Linked DNA regions of Sus scrofa: region 2 is linked to region 1. The links are chromatin contacts, called in public Hi-C maps. All regions are on one chromosome and are shown on one strand. Each heading gives the region's core, a stretch centred on a gene start, on an enhancer-like site or on the middle of the called end of the contact. The rest is flanking DNA. Distances are from core to core; before and after follow the strand shown.

Region 1 (6,803 bases), core at 1,112-3,611:
AGTGTTGCTGGGTTCAATCACTGTTCTAGGCGCTTTAGACACACCAACTCATTTTTACTCCTCGTGGCCACCCCATAAGATTGGTACAACTGTCCCGATCTTAACGTGTGGAAACTGAGCCACAGAGAGTTGGCAGAAGGAACGGGAGAACCCATGGGAGTCCTTGAGGGCCAGAGGGGTAGATGTGGGAGTTGGGAGGTCAAGGAGGGAGTGCTGAGGGGCAGCCCTACCCGACTCGAAGGTATCCAGGCACTGTCTTGGTTTTCCCACTCAGCCGGACGTCAAATACAGCCGTGTCTGCGACCCCCAAGGGTACCAGCTTAACACACATGCGTTTCTTCTTGGATACAGAGCCTCTGGGAATGGGGGGCAGAGGAGTGACAAGAGGGAAGAAGCAGGGAAGGGGTCCATAGGGCTCCAGGATGACACTGGCCAGGGTGCTGCTATTTAAGACAGCCATCTGGTTAAACCATGAATGGCAAAGCCATAGGAGGGAACTCCATGCAGCTTTGAGGACCCATTGGGACAGGGTCGTCTTTAGTGACATAGAGAGGCACTTGTAGGGTAGCTGTGGGATAAGACAGAACTCACTTTCCCCCAGCCCTCTAATCCAGAGGTCAGCAAACTAGCCTAAGAGCCAAATCTGGCCCAAAGTCTGTTTCTGTATGGCTCACCAGCTACGCATGGCTTTTACTTCTTTTTTTTTTTTTTCTTTTTAGGGCTACACCTGCGGCATATGGAGGTTCCCAGGCTAGGGGTCCAATCGGAGCTATAGCCGCCAGCCTACGCCAGAGCCACAGCAATGCAGGATCTGAGCCGCGTCTGCAACTTACACCACAGCTCACGGCAATGCCGGATCCTTAACCCACTGAGCAAGGCCAGGGATTGAACCCGCAACCTCATGGCTCCTAGACGGATTCGTTAACCACTGCACCATGACGGGAACTCCACGGCTTTTACATTTTTAAAGGGATATATATGCAACAGACACCATCTAATTTAATATATCTACTTTCTGCCCTTTTACAGACAAAGTCTGCCAAGTCCTGCACCAACAGATATATATGCTGAGAGTCAAATATAAAAGACAATACATGGAAAAGGCACAGGAGGCAGGGAGAGCCTGATGGTTAGAAAACAGAGTGGTCAGCATTGTCAGGAAAGCACCAGGGCAACTGGAGCCTGTGTGTAAGAACCTGGAAATGTAAAACAGAACTGCGCAAGATTCAGCCTGGCTACAACCTAAGAAGAAGGTGTATTAGTAACATTAAATAAAACAGGTCGCAATGACCGAACACTTACTCTAGAACAGAGGCTTCCAATCGAACATTTTTACGCAGGGCGGGGCACATTTTCCCCGTACAGGATCAGAACTCTAAGTCCTCAGCCAACACTGTCATTACCAAGTGCTGTCGAGGGGGTGGCCAAGGCTCAAAACTCACGCGCCTATGGTCTCTCCATTCCCTCCCCGCTCTTTCCCGCAGAGACTCGAATGTGCCCTTCACCTCCAACCCCGCCCCACCCCACCCCCGCCTTCGACAGGACTCACTGGAGTCTACGGGGTCGCAGACAGGGGAGAATCCCGGCGGGAGAGGGCTCTTGTCCACCAGGATCTGGATATCGACCACCACGTTCTCCTGTGGATTCTGGGATGGGATGGGGTGGGGGGACGCGGTGGGGAACACAGCAAGAGTGACCGGCACGCCTCGGGCAGCACCCCGCGAATGGACAGGGGGAGTGGAAGGACCCCAGGGATTCCGAAGGTGGGCGCCCCTTACCTCTAGGCTGCCCAAAGGATTGAGACATAGGAAGTAGCCGGATTTCTGCGCGAAGGTCTTGCCGAAGCTGGCGGGAGCTCCCTCCACGGTGCAGGAGATCTATGGCACGGACGCGGGTCAGCGCCAGCCAGGCTCTTACCTGGCCGCAGCCACCTCTGCCCCCATTCAACCCCTCGCCCCTAGTGCCACCGCCTCTCCCTACACTTCCCCGGTTCCCCGACGTCGCTTACCGCACTGAATCCCCTTGGCGGAGGCGCCGAGGCCGACGACCAGGCCAGGCCAGCCAACGGGGCCGCGTCGGTCCCGGGCCCCGGATCCATCCTCCGAACCAAGATCCAAAGGCGATGGACCGCCTTGGACCTCCCAGCCGCGGCCGGACGGCGGAGTTTGGCCACGAAACTGAACTACAACTCCCAGATAGCCTTGCGAGGTCGGGAGTCCAGGAGGCGTCGTTTGCGCGTTCCGGGAAAGCTGTCGGCCAACTGCGTGCGTCCCCCAGGTGTGCCAGTGAGCGACGTTTGCGGAAAATTGTCTCCTTTTTTTTCCCCCTCACGCCCATCAACTTCCGCCGGAAATGTCTCGCTAGCAGCAAACCGGAACTACGTTCCCCAGAATCCTTTGCAGTGTCAACCTCTCTTCCAAAGTTGACGTCAGTATTCCCCAGAATTTGAGAGTGAGCTGTGAAAAACTCACAATTCCAGAAGTCACCCCAAAGAAGACTTTCATGAGTTATGCAACGGTTAGTTTAAATAAAAATACCGACCAACTTGAGCCTTGAAATCTTGGTGTAACTTGAGAACTTGTTCACATACACATTTTTTAAAATGAGACAAGAAAGTGCTCAGTATGGAGACAAACTTTTACACCCCTCAGAAGTAAAATATGGAAAATTAGGGAACAGAAGGTTTACTCCTGTGTAGTTTCCAGTTTTCTGCAATGTCATAGGTTAGCCCACTGCCTGTTTTTTGTACCACCTGTTAGCAAGGAATGGTGGGGGTTTTTTGTGTGTGTGGTGCTTTTAGGGCCGCACCCAAGGCATATGGAGGTTCCCAGGCTAGGGGTCAAACCTGAGCTGTAGCCGCTGGCCTACACCACAGCTACAGCCACGACATATCCAAGCCGGGTCTGTCGCCTATACCACAGCTCACGGCAATGGCGGTATCCTTAACCCACTGAGCGAGGCCAAGGATGGAACCTGCGTCCTCATGGATACTAGTCAGAGTATCTGCTGAGCCACAAGGGGAACCACTGAGTGAGGCCAGGGATCAAACCCACAACCTCATGGTTCCTAGTCGGATTCGTTAACCACTGAGCCACAACGAGAACTCCATTTTTTTTTTTTTTTTTCTTTTAGGGTTAGACTTTATTTTGTTACCAATATTCTGTTTTTATTTCTGGGGATTTTTTTTTTTTTAAGGATCTACCATTGCGGTGAGCTGTGGTGTAGGTCGCAGATGCGGCTCGGATCCCATGTTGCTGTGGCTCTGGCATAGGCCAGCAGCTACAGCTTCGATTCGACCCCCAGCCTGGGAACCTCCATATGCCGTGGGAGCAGCCCAAGAAATGGCAAAAAGACAAAAAAAAAAAAAAAAAAGAAGAAGAAGAAGATAAGAATACTTTTGCACCAAGTGCCCTGTGATCTGAAGCACTGATTTATTGAGTCCCTGAGGCTAGGAATCAATCAGGGCATTCCTTTGTGTCCGAATGTGCTTTAATAAAGATATTATAGGGGAGTTCCTGCTGTGGTGCAAAGAGATCAGGGGCATCTCTGGAGCCCTGTGCCCAGCGGGTTGAGGATCCAGCATTCCCCCAGTTGCGACTTAAGTTACAACTGTGGCTTGGATGTGATCCCTGGCCCCAGGAATGCCATATGCTGTGGGGTGGCCAAAAAAGAAAAGAAAAAGAAAAAAGATGCTACATGAGAGCTCCCTGGTGGTTCAGTGGGTTAAGGATCCAGTTTTGTCACTGCTGTGGCACAGGTTCAATCCCTGGCCCGAAAAGTTCCACATGCCATGGGAGCAGCCAAAAAAAAAAAGATGCTACATCCCCAGTCTGATCAGATATGAACATACAACTTTCCATTCCACTTGGATAATTAGTCATGTCCAAGGCCATCCTATTTTGGAGGACATCTTTTCACGTTACAGACGTTTCAGTATTCAGTAAGGGCAGACTTTGTCAGCTCTCATTTAAGTCTTGCTGGGTTAATTGAATAAGAGCTTCTATGTGTCCTATAATGTCCTCCAGGCCAATAGAGGGGACAAGACAGTGGCCGAATGATCATAGCAGTGGAAAACAGAACATGCCCATCCAGCCTTGAGGAGAGGGTGTTGGCAACTCTCCCCACACCCAGGGTGCATCAGCCCGACCATCAAAGTGGAAGCCATGGCCTGAGATTTTTGCCACATATCCATTGGGTCCCATTTAGAGTTACTCAAGAAATACATGGGCAGCGTGACCAGTCAGTACCAAACCATTTGCTATCCTTTAATATGACAGAATGACTGGAGCACAGTGGGGCTCAGTCACATATCTGCAGTGCAGGGACATAGGTTCTATCCTTGGCCCAGCACAGTGGGTTAAGAATCTGGTGTCACTGCAGCTGTGGTGTAAGTTGCAGACGCGGCTCAGATCTGATCCCTGGCCTGGGAACTCCATGGCAGCCAAAACAAAACAAAACAGGAGTTCCCGTCGTGGCACAGTGGTTAATGAATCCGACTAGGAACCATGAGGTTGCGGGTTTGATCCCTCCCCTTGCTCAGTGGGTTAACAATCCGGTATTGCCGTGAGCTGTGGTGTAGGTTGCAGACCTGGCTCGGATCCCACGTTGGTGTGGCTCTGGCTACAGCTCCAATTGGACCCCTAGCCTGGGAACCTCCATTTGCTGCGGGAGCGGCCCTAGAAAAGGCAAAAAGACAAAAAATGAAACAAAACAAAACAAAACAAAACAAAACAGAATTACTGCACTGTTCTAACAATACCCTTCCCGTAGTCCTAGTAAGATTGGGTTGGTTCTATTTAGTGTGTTTTTTCTGTTCCCAACATAGGGGTGCCTGTGTGGTCAAATATCCCTAACCTAGGGGAAGCCACCTGAATCCATCCCAGATCAAGCATAGCTACCCACAGCTCTGATGGTCGCATTTAATTTTTTTTGGGGGGGGCTTTTTAGGGCTCCACTGGCAGCATATGGAGGTTCCCAGGGTAGGGGTTCAATTGGATCTTCAGCCGCTGGCCTATGCCACAGTCACAGCAATACAGGATCTGAGCCGAGTCTGCAACCTACGCAACAGCTCATGGCTATGCCGGATCCTTAACCCACTGAGTGAGGCCAGGGATTGAATCTGTGTCCTCATGGACACTAGTCAGATTCTCTTCCGCTGAGCCACGATGGGGACTCCCTGATGGTGGCATTTTTAACACACGTCTCATCAGCAGTTTGCTGGGCCATCTGTGTTGATCGATTGACATAAAAAGAATACTCCTGTCCAGTTTCTCCAAGGAAGTCATGCAAATGGCCAACAGGCATATAAAAGATACTCGACATCACTAATTATTAAAGAAATGCAAGTCAAAACCATAAGGAGGTACCACCTCACATCTGTCAGAATGGCCATCATTTAAAAATCTACAAATAGGGAGTTCCTGCTGTGGCATGGTGGCTTAAGGATTTGGCTTTGCTGCAGCTGTGGCATAGGTTGCAGCTGTAGCTTGAACTCAATCCCTGGCCTAGGAACTTCCATATGCCACAGGTATATGGCAAAAAAAAACTACCAATAACAAATGCTGGCGAGAGTGTGGAGAAAAGGGAACCCTCTTGCATTATTGATGGGAATGTAAATTGATGCAGCCACTACGGAAAACAGTATGGAATTTCCTAAAAAACTAAAAATAGAGTTATCATACAGTCCCGCAATACCTGGACTTATATCCGGACAAATTCATAATTCAATCAGATAGGAGTCCCTGTCGTGGCTTTAGTGGTTGAGAACCCAGTGTTGTCTCTGTGATGATGTAGGCTTGATCCCTGGATTTGCTCAGTGACATTGCTGTAAGCTGTGGCATAGGTCACAGATTTGGCTTGGCTCCAGTGTTGCCATGGTCGTGGCTGCAGCTACAACTTGACCCCTGGCCCATGAGCTTTGATATGACACAGGTACGGCCATTTAAAAAAAAAAAAAAAAGGAGTTCCCATCTTGGCGCAGCAGAAATGAATCGGACTAAGAACCATGAGGTTTCGGGTTCGATCCCTGGCCTCTATCAGTGGGTTAAGGATCCGGCATTGCCGTGAGCTGTGGTGTAGTTTGCAGACTCAGACTGGATCTGCTGTTGCTGTGCCTCTGGCATAGGTTGGCAGGAACAGCCCCGATTAGACCCCTAACCTGGGAACGGCCCTAAAAAGACAAAAGACAAAAAAAAAAAAAAAAAAGAAAAGAAAAGAAAAGAAAAGAAAAAAGATACATGTACCCCTATGTTCACAGCAGCGCAATAGTCAAGACATGGAAACAACCTAAATGGCCATTAACAGATGAATGGATAAAGAAGATGTGTATATATGCATATGCACACACACACACATTTACCCACTATAGAATACTACTAAGCCATAAAAAAAGAATGAAAAGTTATTTTCAGCAATATGGATGGACCTAGAGATTATCATACTAAGTGAAGTAGTCACACAGAGAAAGACAGATACAACATGATATCGCTTATATGTGGAAACTAAAATAAGACACAAATGGAGTTCCCATCCTGGCTCAGTGGTAATGAACCCGACTAGTATCCACGAAGACTCAGATTCGCTCCCCGGCCTCGCTCATTGGGTTAAGGATCTGGTGTTGCATGAACTGCAGTGTAGATCGAAGAGGCGGCTCAGATCTCGTGTTGCTATGGTTGTGGCATAGGCCAGCAGCTATAGCTCTGATTCGACCCCTAGCCTGGGAACTTCCATATGCTGCTGGTGTGGCCCTAAAAAGATAGATAGATAGATAAATAAATAAATAAATAAATAAATAAATAAATAAA
Region 2 (6,448 bases), core at 345-2,844, 130 kb after region 1:
ACTTGTTGTAGGAAACTTAGGAGACTAATACAAAGGGACTGTGTTCTAGAGTGAATCCAGAAAGACAACATTTAACTCAAGGTTCCCTAACACCCCAAAGCCACAAGCCAAGCCCCTCACTTACCACTTTCTCTGGACAGTTGACCCTTGGCGTCCGTACCTGGACCTCCGGGGTTGGTGGAGGCACCTGCCAGGGCTTGGGGCCGGCTCCTGGGGGGTTGAGGGTCCCATCATCAGCACTGGCTGCTTCACCTTCACCCTCACTGCGGCTGCCCACACTGGCCTGGGCCCCCAGTGCCCGGTCCTCAGCCCCCTCAGGGTTGGAGCGAGTGCGGGGCCTGGGCTCAGCAGACTGCTCCTCTTCCTCTTCCTCCTCCTCCTCCTCCTCAGTGGGACTGCTGGGCTCCACCACCTCCATGGCTCCTGAGTGGCTAGATGGAGTAGGGATGGGAGAAGCCAGGATTCTTCCCTGAAGGGTTTTAAAAGCATTTAGTTACTGGGCAGGAGAACAAGGCATGAGTTGCCTACTGACAGTAAGAGTCACTCCTCCCAGGGTCTTAGTTTCCCCATCTATGGGATGGACACCTTTTACACTTAGTGCAGCATCCACTCTGACTCAAGGTAACAGTCTATTTTTTCCTGTAGGGCTAACCCAACCCCTCCCTATTTTGTCCAGTGAGCACACCTGACCACTGTGAATGGCTCAGAGATGGGGATATGACCCAATGTAGGCCAGTGAGGGGTCGCTCTGAAACTTGCAAAAGTGCTGTTAGAAAAGGGGAACTCATCAGAGTTGCAGAGATGGGAGGTTACAAGTAGAGAGCTGGTAGAAGCTTCTAAGATGGGAAAGAGAGCCTGAAGAGATGCTCACCCAGTAAACAACAAATAGACTTCTGAGCACCTAGATCCATCTATAACTAAATTCTTTTTCTTGCTTAAGCCAGATTGAGTTGGTTTTTTTGTTACCTGAAACTGAAAATGTCCTGGTGAAGAAAGGAATAATAACTTCTAGGGTTCTCCCTACTGGGCGCTGGCTGCCTAGGGAGGGGAACAGATCTGTGTGCTACAATTTCCTCTGAGGAAAAACAGGAGGCCAGTGGAGCGGGCTGCCTAACTGCGCAATGGGTGCGGGCTGCTGGGGATGATCTCTGAGCGCCTTGCAGCCCCCACAATCTCTAAGGAAAACAAAGCTTAGCTGCAGCAAGAGGGATGAAGGCTAGACTGCAGGAGAAACCAGAACGGAAGGCGGAAGCCTCAAGGCAGGCGAGGGGCTAAAACTTTTGCGGCTAGGGACGTTAGGCCTCTGGAGACGAATCCCACAAGCATTCACCACCCAACTTCTCACCGTAGCCTGAACCTCCTTCCAACCCGGCTGTCGACTCGCTAGGAAGCCGCCATCTTTAGCAGCCGGAAGTGGTATGGCGCGGCCGCCACATCTCCTGGGAAATGTAGTTCATCAGGCCTCAAGCCGCGCGGAGATGTGAATGGGATGAAGCCGGAGAGTCTTGGATGCTGATAGGCTGGGACTGTGCTAGGCGGTGGGGTTTGGATTGCGATAAACTGGAGTGGAGCCGAGTGGAGAGGGATCTGGAAAGTGATTGGCTAAAGAGAGATGAGGAGGAACTTTTCATGTTTCTGACTGATTCCCACTGCGCTGGTCAATGCTTCTACCCTGATAGGCTGGAACGAGGCAGAGGGGAGTAGGACTTTTAGTGGGATTGGGTTCGAAAAATGGAGGAGTCCGAGCTGGCAGCGTAATTAAATGGAGTGGAACAGTTGGGCAGAGTTCAGAAGGGGCGGGCTGGTTGGTGATTGATGAAGTTGACCGCACCTCAGTGAGGGATTTTTTTTTTTTTGCCGCGGAGGTAGGCGTGGTCTAGATCCCAAGGCCCCGCCCAATTATTTAATTCTCCTTATTTTACATACATCTGCAGAAATTAAAAAACACTAAGCCAGGAGTTCCCCTCGTGGCACAGTGGTTAACGAATCTGACTAGGAACCATGAGGTTGCAGGTTCGATCCCTGCCCTTGGTCAGTGGGTTAACGATCCGGCGTTGCCGTGAGCTGTGGTGTAGGTTGCAGACGCGGCTCGGATACCGCGTTGCTGTGGCTCTGGCGTAGGCTACAGCTCCGATTCCACCCCTAGCCTGGGAACCTCCATATGCCGCGGGAACGGCTCAAGAAATGGCAAAAAGACCAAAAACAAAAACAAAAAACAAAAAACCAACAACACTAAGCCAGAACTATTTCAAACTACTCTTCCTTCTTCATGCGGAATTTACTCTTCAGCCCCATAACTATTTTATTTTATTTTGCTTTTTAGAGCAGCACCTACAGCATATGGAAGTTCCCAGGCTGCGGGTCTAATGCGAGCTGCAGCTGCCAGCCTAACCACAGCCACAGCAACTTGACATCTGAGCCGCATCTGCAACCTACACCACAGCTCATCGCAATGCCAAATCCTTAACCACTGAGCTAGTCCAGAAATCGAACCCGCACCCTCTTGAATACCACTGGGGTTTGTTACCACTGAGCCACACAGGAACTCCACCATAACCACTTTAAAGCTGAGCCTCAGTTTCTTTATTTGTAAAAGCCTACCCAAATCAGCCAGGCTCTGGTTCAGTGGTAGCCCAGAGGGGCTATCACTGCTTTGAAAATGGAGAATTTGTTGGAAAAAAAAACAAGAAGAGGGAGGTCATTCTCGGCAGAAAGAACTGCCTGGGCAAAGGTCTGGAGACTTTGAGGAGCCTTGGAGGGCTGGAGCCTCTCACAGGTTAATATGGCCAGAGCAGAGGGTTAGAGAGAGAATTTCATTGCCCCTGGGTACACACCCCTAATATCAGAGAATTTCAACTTCTCTCCTTGTGTCTCTGGGGACACAGAAGCAGGAAGACTCAGCCTCCTAGGGTCTGTCGGTGGGAGATTCAAGAACATTCATGCTGCCCTAGGCTCTGCACAGTTTAAACCAAAGGCAGAAGGAAGGAAGGGGTGATTCAGGTAGCGGTTATGGCACGGCCAATGTCTCCAGAGTGTGAGAGAATTGAGTGTGAGAGAATTGACCTCCTTCACAGAGGAGGTCATTGTGGCTGCAGCATGGAGTACATACTGGTGCTAGCAGAAAGCATATTGTTTTTAAAGACCTTGAATGCCAGGCTGAAGAGCTTGAAATGTTTCCCAAGGGCAATGGGGAGCCGTGGAGGGTGTATGAGCAGGGGAAGAGAACAGTGGTATCTCTGTCTCTGGAGTCTGGGTGGGGAAGGGAGTGGAGGGGTAGCCGGGAAGCCCAGGGAGGGAGCTGGCTGGCATCCAGATTGGGGAGGAGAGGCTTGGGCTGTGATTGTGGATGGAGACGAGACAAGGAGGTGGCCTTTAGAGGTACATGCAGGAAAAATGAGCAGGATATAGGGTCCAGCTGGGCTCTGAGGAATCCAACATTTATAGAGGAGAAATAGCAGCTGGCAGAGGAAGCAGAGATGAGATGGATAAAGAGTCAGTAGGAAACAAGGAGGATGTCTAACCATTCATTTCCCTGATGGTGCCTGACCATGTGCAAATTGCTTGTTAAAACTCCCATGAGGCAGTTCCCGTCATGGCTCAGTGTTTAACGAATCTGACTAGGAACCATGAGGTTTCAGGTTTGATCCCTGGCCTTGCTCAGTGGGTTAAGGATCTGGCATTGCCATGAGCTGTGGTGTAGGTCGCAGAAGTGGCTCACATCCTGAGTTGCTGTGGCTCTGGCAAAGGCCGGTGGCTACAGCTCCGATTGGACTCCTAGCCTGGGAACCTCCATATACCGTGGGAGCGGGCCAAGAAATGGCAAAAAGACAAACAAACAAACAAACAAACAAAACTCAAGTGAGGACTTCTCTCTGTAGTGCAACAGGATCAGCAACATCTCTGCAGTGCCAGGAGGCAGGTTTGATCCATGGCTGGCACAATGGATTTGGCGTTGCCACAGCTGCTGTATAGGTCGAAACTGGGGCTCGGATATGATCCCTGGCTCAGGAACTCCATATACTGCAGGGCGGCCAAAAAAGAAAAAAAGAAAGAAAGAAGGGAAAAAGGAAAAAACTCTCATAACACTGGTAAATGTATATATACCAGTACACACACATACACACACCCACACACACAATGGAATACTACTCAGCCATAAAAGAATGAAATAATGTCATTTGCAGCAACATGGATGGACCCAGAGATGATCATACTAAGTGAAATACACACACACACACACACACACACACACACACACACACACACACACAAAGCAAGGTGGTCTCTTGTGGCACAGCAGGTTAAGGATTGGGTATTGTCACTGCAAGCTGCTTGGGTTGCTGCTATAATGCAAGTTCAATCCCTGGCTCAGGAACTTCTATATGCCACAAGCACAGCCAAAAAAAAAAAAGTCAGTCAGACAGAAAAAGACAAATATCATGTGATATCATTTTATGTGGAATCTAAAAAAAAAGATGCAAATGAACTTATTTACAAAACAGAAATAGACTCACAGACATAGAAAGCAAACTTACAGTTACCAAAGGGGAAAGGTAGGGAGAGGAATTAACAGACACACTACTGTATATAAAATAAACAAGAAGGACCTACTGTATAGCATAGGGAACTGTATTCAATATCTTATAATAATGTATAATGGAAAGAACCTCAAAATAACTTTAAAAGAATATATAGTATATATACACATATATAACAATCACTTTGCTGTACACTTGAAACTAATATAACATTTTAAATCAATTAAACTCCAAGAAAAAGTTGTTGATATTGGGAAAAAAAACAAAAACCAAAAACTCCTATGACACTGTAGGAAGATAAGGAAATTGAGACTCAGAGGGGATCATTACTTGCTCAAGGTTACCAATCCCAGGTCTGTGACTGAAGTGGAACAAAAATTTTGACCCTGGAGTTCCCGTCATGGCTCAAGGGTTAACAAATCCAACTAGGAACCATGAGGTTGTGGGTTTGATCCCTGACCTTGCTTGGTGGGTTAAGGATCCGGCATTGCCGTGGGCTGTGGTGTAGGTTGCAGACGAGGCTCAGATCCCTCGTTGCTGTGGCTCTGACATAGGCTGGTGGCTGCAGCTCCGATTTGACCACTAGCCTGGGAACCTCCCTATGCCGAGGGAGCGGCCCAAGAAATTACAGAAAAAAAAAAAAAAAAAAAAAAAAAAAAAGAATTCTGACCCTGACAGGCAGAGAAAAGAAGTTTGCAGGGGAGCAAGATGAAGAGCATCAGCTCAGGGGAACATCCTGGCTTCTGGGAAATTAAATCCAAGAGTCAGAGATGGAGGAGCCATGGGCTTGGTGAGACAAGGAGGGACTGACATCCTGGGAGCTAGACATGTGTCCTCCTGCTGGGGCTCGAGGAAGCCTCTGTCCTTCAGGAGGAAACTGCACAATAACAAGTCACATGGCCCTGGGAGGGGGTTTCCTGTTTTCCGGCCCCTCCCAGGCTGGCCTTGGCCAGCCCAAGTCTGAGCAGGCAGTAGCCAGAGTTACCCCAAGAGTGTCCAAGGACTTGGTCCTCTGACCAAAGTGCCCCCAGAGTAATAGAGAAGTAGAGCAGGCTGAGGGGACCAAACCCCAGGATTGGAACTTCCGGTTCAGGAGAGCCCTGGCAGGGAGAGGGGACCATTGAAGTCCTTGCCATAAGCCCAGATAGGGGAGGGAGGGGAACAAAGACGCAGTGAAGAATAAGAGAGGCAGAGGAGAATGGGGAGGTCAGGGCAACCTTGAGAGGTAGTGAGCTTCCCGTCAAGGGAGGCATTTAAAAGTGCCAAACCATCATTGATAACTCAAGATCCTTCCAGAGAAGTGAAATCGATGTCCATTACACAGAAGAAATTGAGGCTGGCATTCACTTTGAGTTGGGATCAGGTTGTGATTTTAGGGGGTGAGGAAGACTCAGAAGACACTGATTTCTGGATAACAATGAGTGCCAGGGCCACGCGGCCCCGAAGCCGGCGAGGGAGGCATGCTTTGCCCGTAAGTGTCCCCTGTCCCTGCCACACCCATCTCTGTGGGACCTCAGGACCCAGACCTGCCTGGCTCAGTCCTAGGGATCATTTGCAGGGTGAGCTGGACCCTGTGGCAGAGAGTTCAGAGGAGGCCGAGGCAGCCAGTGGGAGCTCTCACCTGGGCCCTGTGCCATCTCAGGATAGCTGTAAGCCGGAGCTGCTGGGCCATGAGGTGGAGGCCAAAGCAAAGAGCCTGGAGAGCAGGTAAGGCCTGTTTGTCCTGTGACCCCTACTCCAGGCTGGGCACATCTTTCCCACCCATAGATCTGTTTATGTCCCTCCCCTACTCACATGCATGTCATGGCTCCCACTGCCCTCAGCCTGACTTTCAAGGCCCTGTGCAATGCAGTCACAGCCTTGTTACAAAGCCTCTGTGTGTTAGCCACCCCAGATGACCCCATTTCTAG

What was found. A called contact is a pair of places that touch in the nucleus more often than the background predicts.
Region 2: a Hi-C map of liver shows a contact between it and region 1, with 6 times the contacts expected there. The contact joins the promoter of BABAM1 here to the promoter of MVB12A in region 1. A contact is called at or near these places in 1 of 47 Hi-C or Micro-C datasets (liver) and 1 of 2 datasets of contacts at active chromatin or transcription factors (alveolar macrophages).

Annotation. Positions count from the first base shown.
Region 1 is chr2:60,273,611-60,280,413 of Sscrofa11.1, forward strand. MVB12A (multivesicular body subunit 12A) reads right to left here and starts at 2,362. Exons shown (of 10, transcript XM_021083558.1): 1 at 2,009-2,362; 2 at 1,779-1,877; 3 at 1,550-1,646; 4 at 231-356. The coding sequence starts at 1,806.
Region 2 is chr2:60,406,148-60,412,595 of Sscrofa11.1, forward strand. BABAM1 (BRISC and BRCA1-A complex member 1) reads right to left here and starts at 1,595. Exons shown (of 9, transcript XM_021083571.1): 1 at 1,346-1,595; 2 at 125-469. The coding sequence starts at 418. It overlaps USHBP1 (Usher syndrome type-1C protein-binding protein 1), which reads left to right and starts at 5,482. Exons shown (of 12, transcript XM_021083573.1): 1 at 5,482-6,009; 2 at 6,097-6,245. The coding sequence starts at 5,848.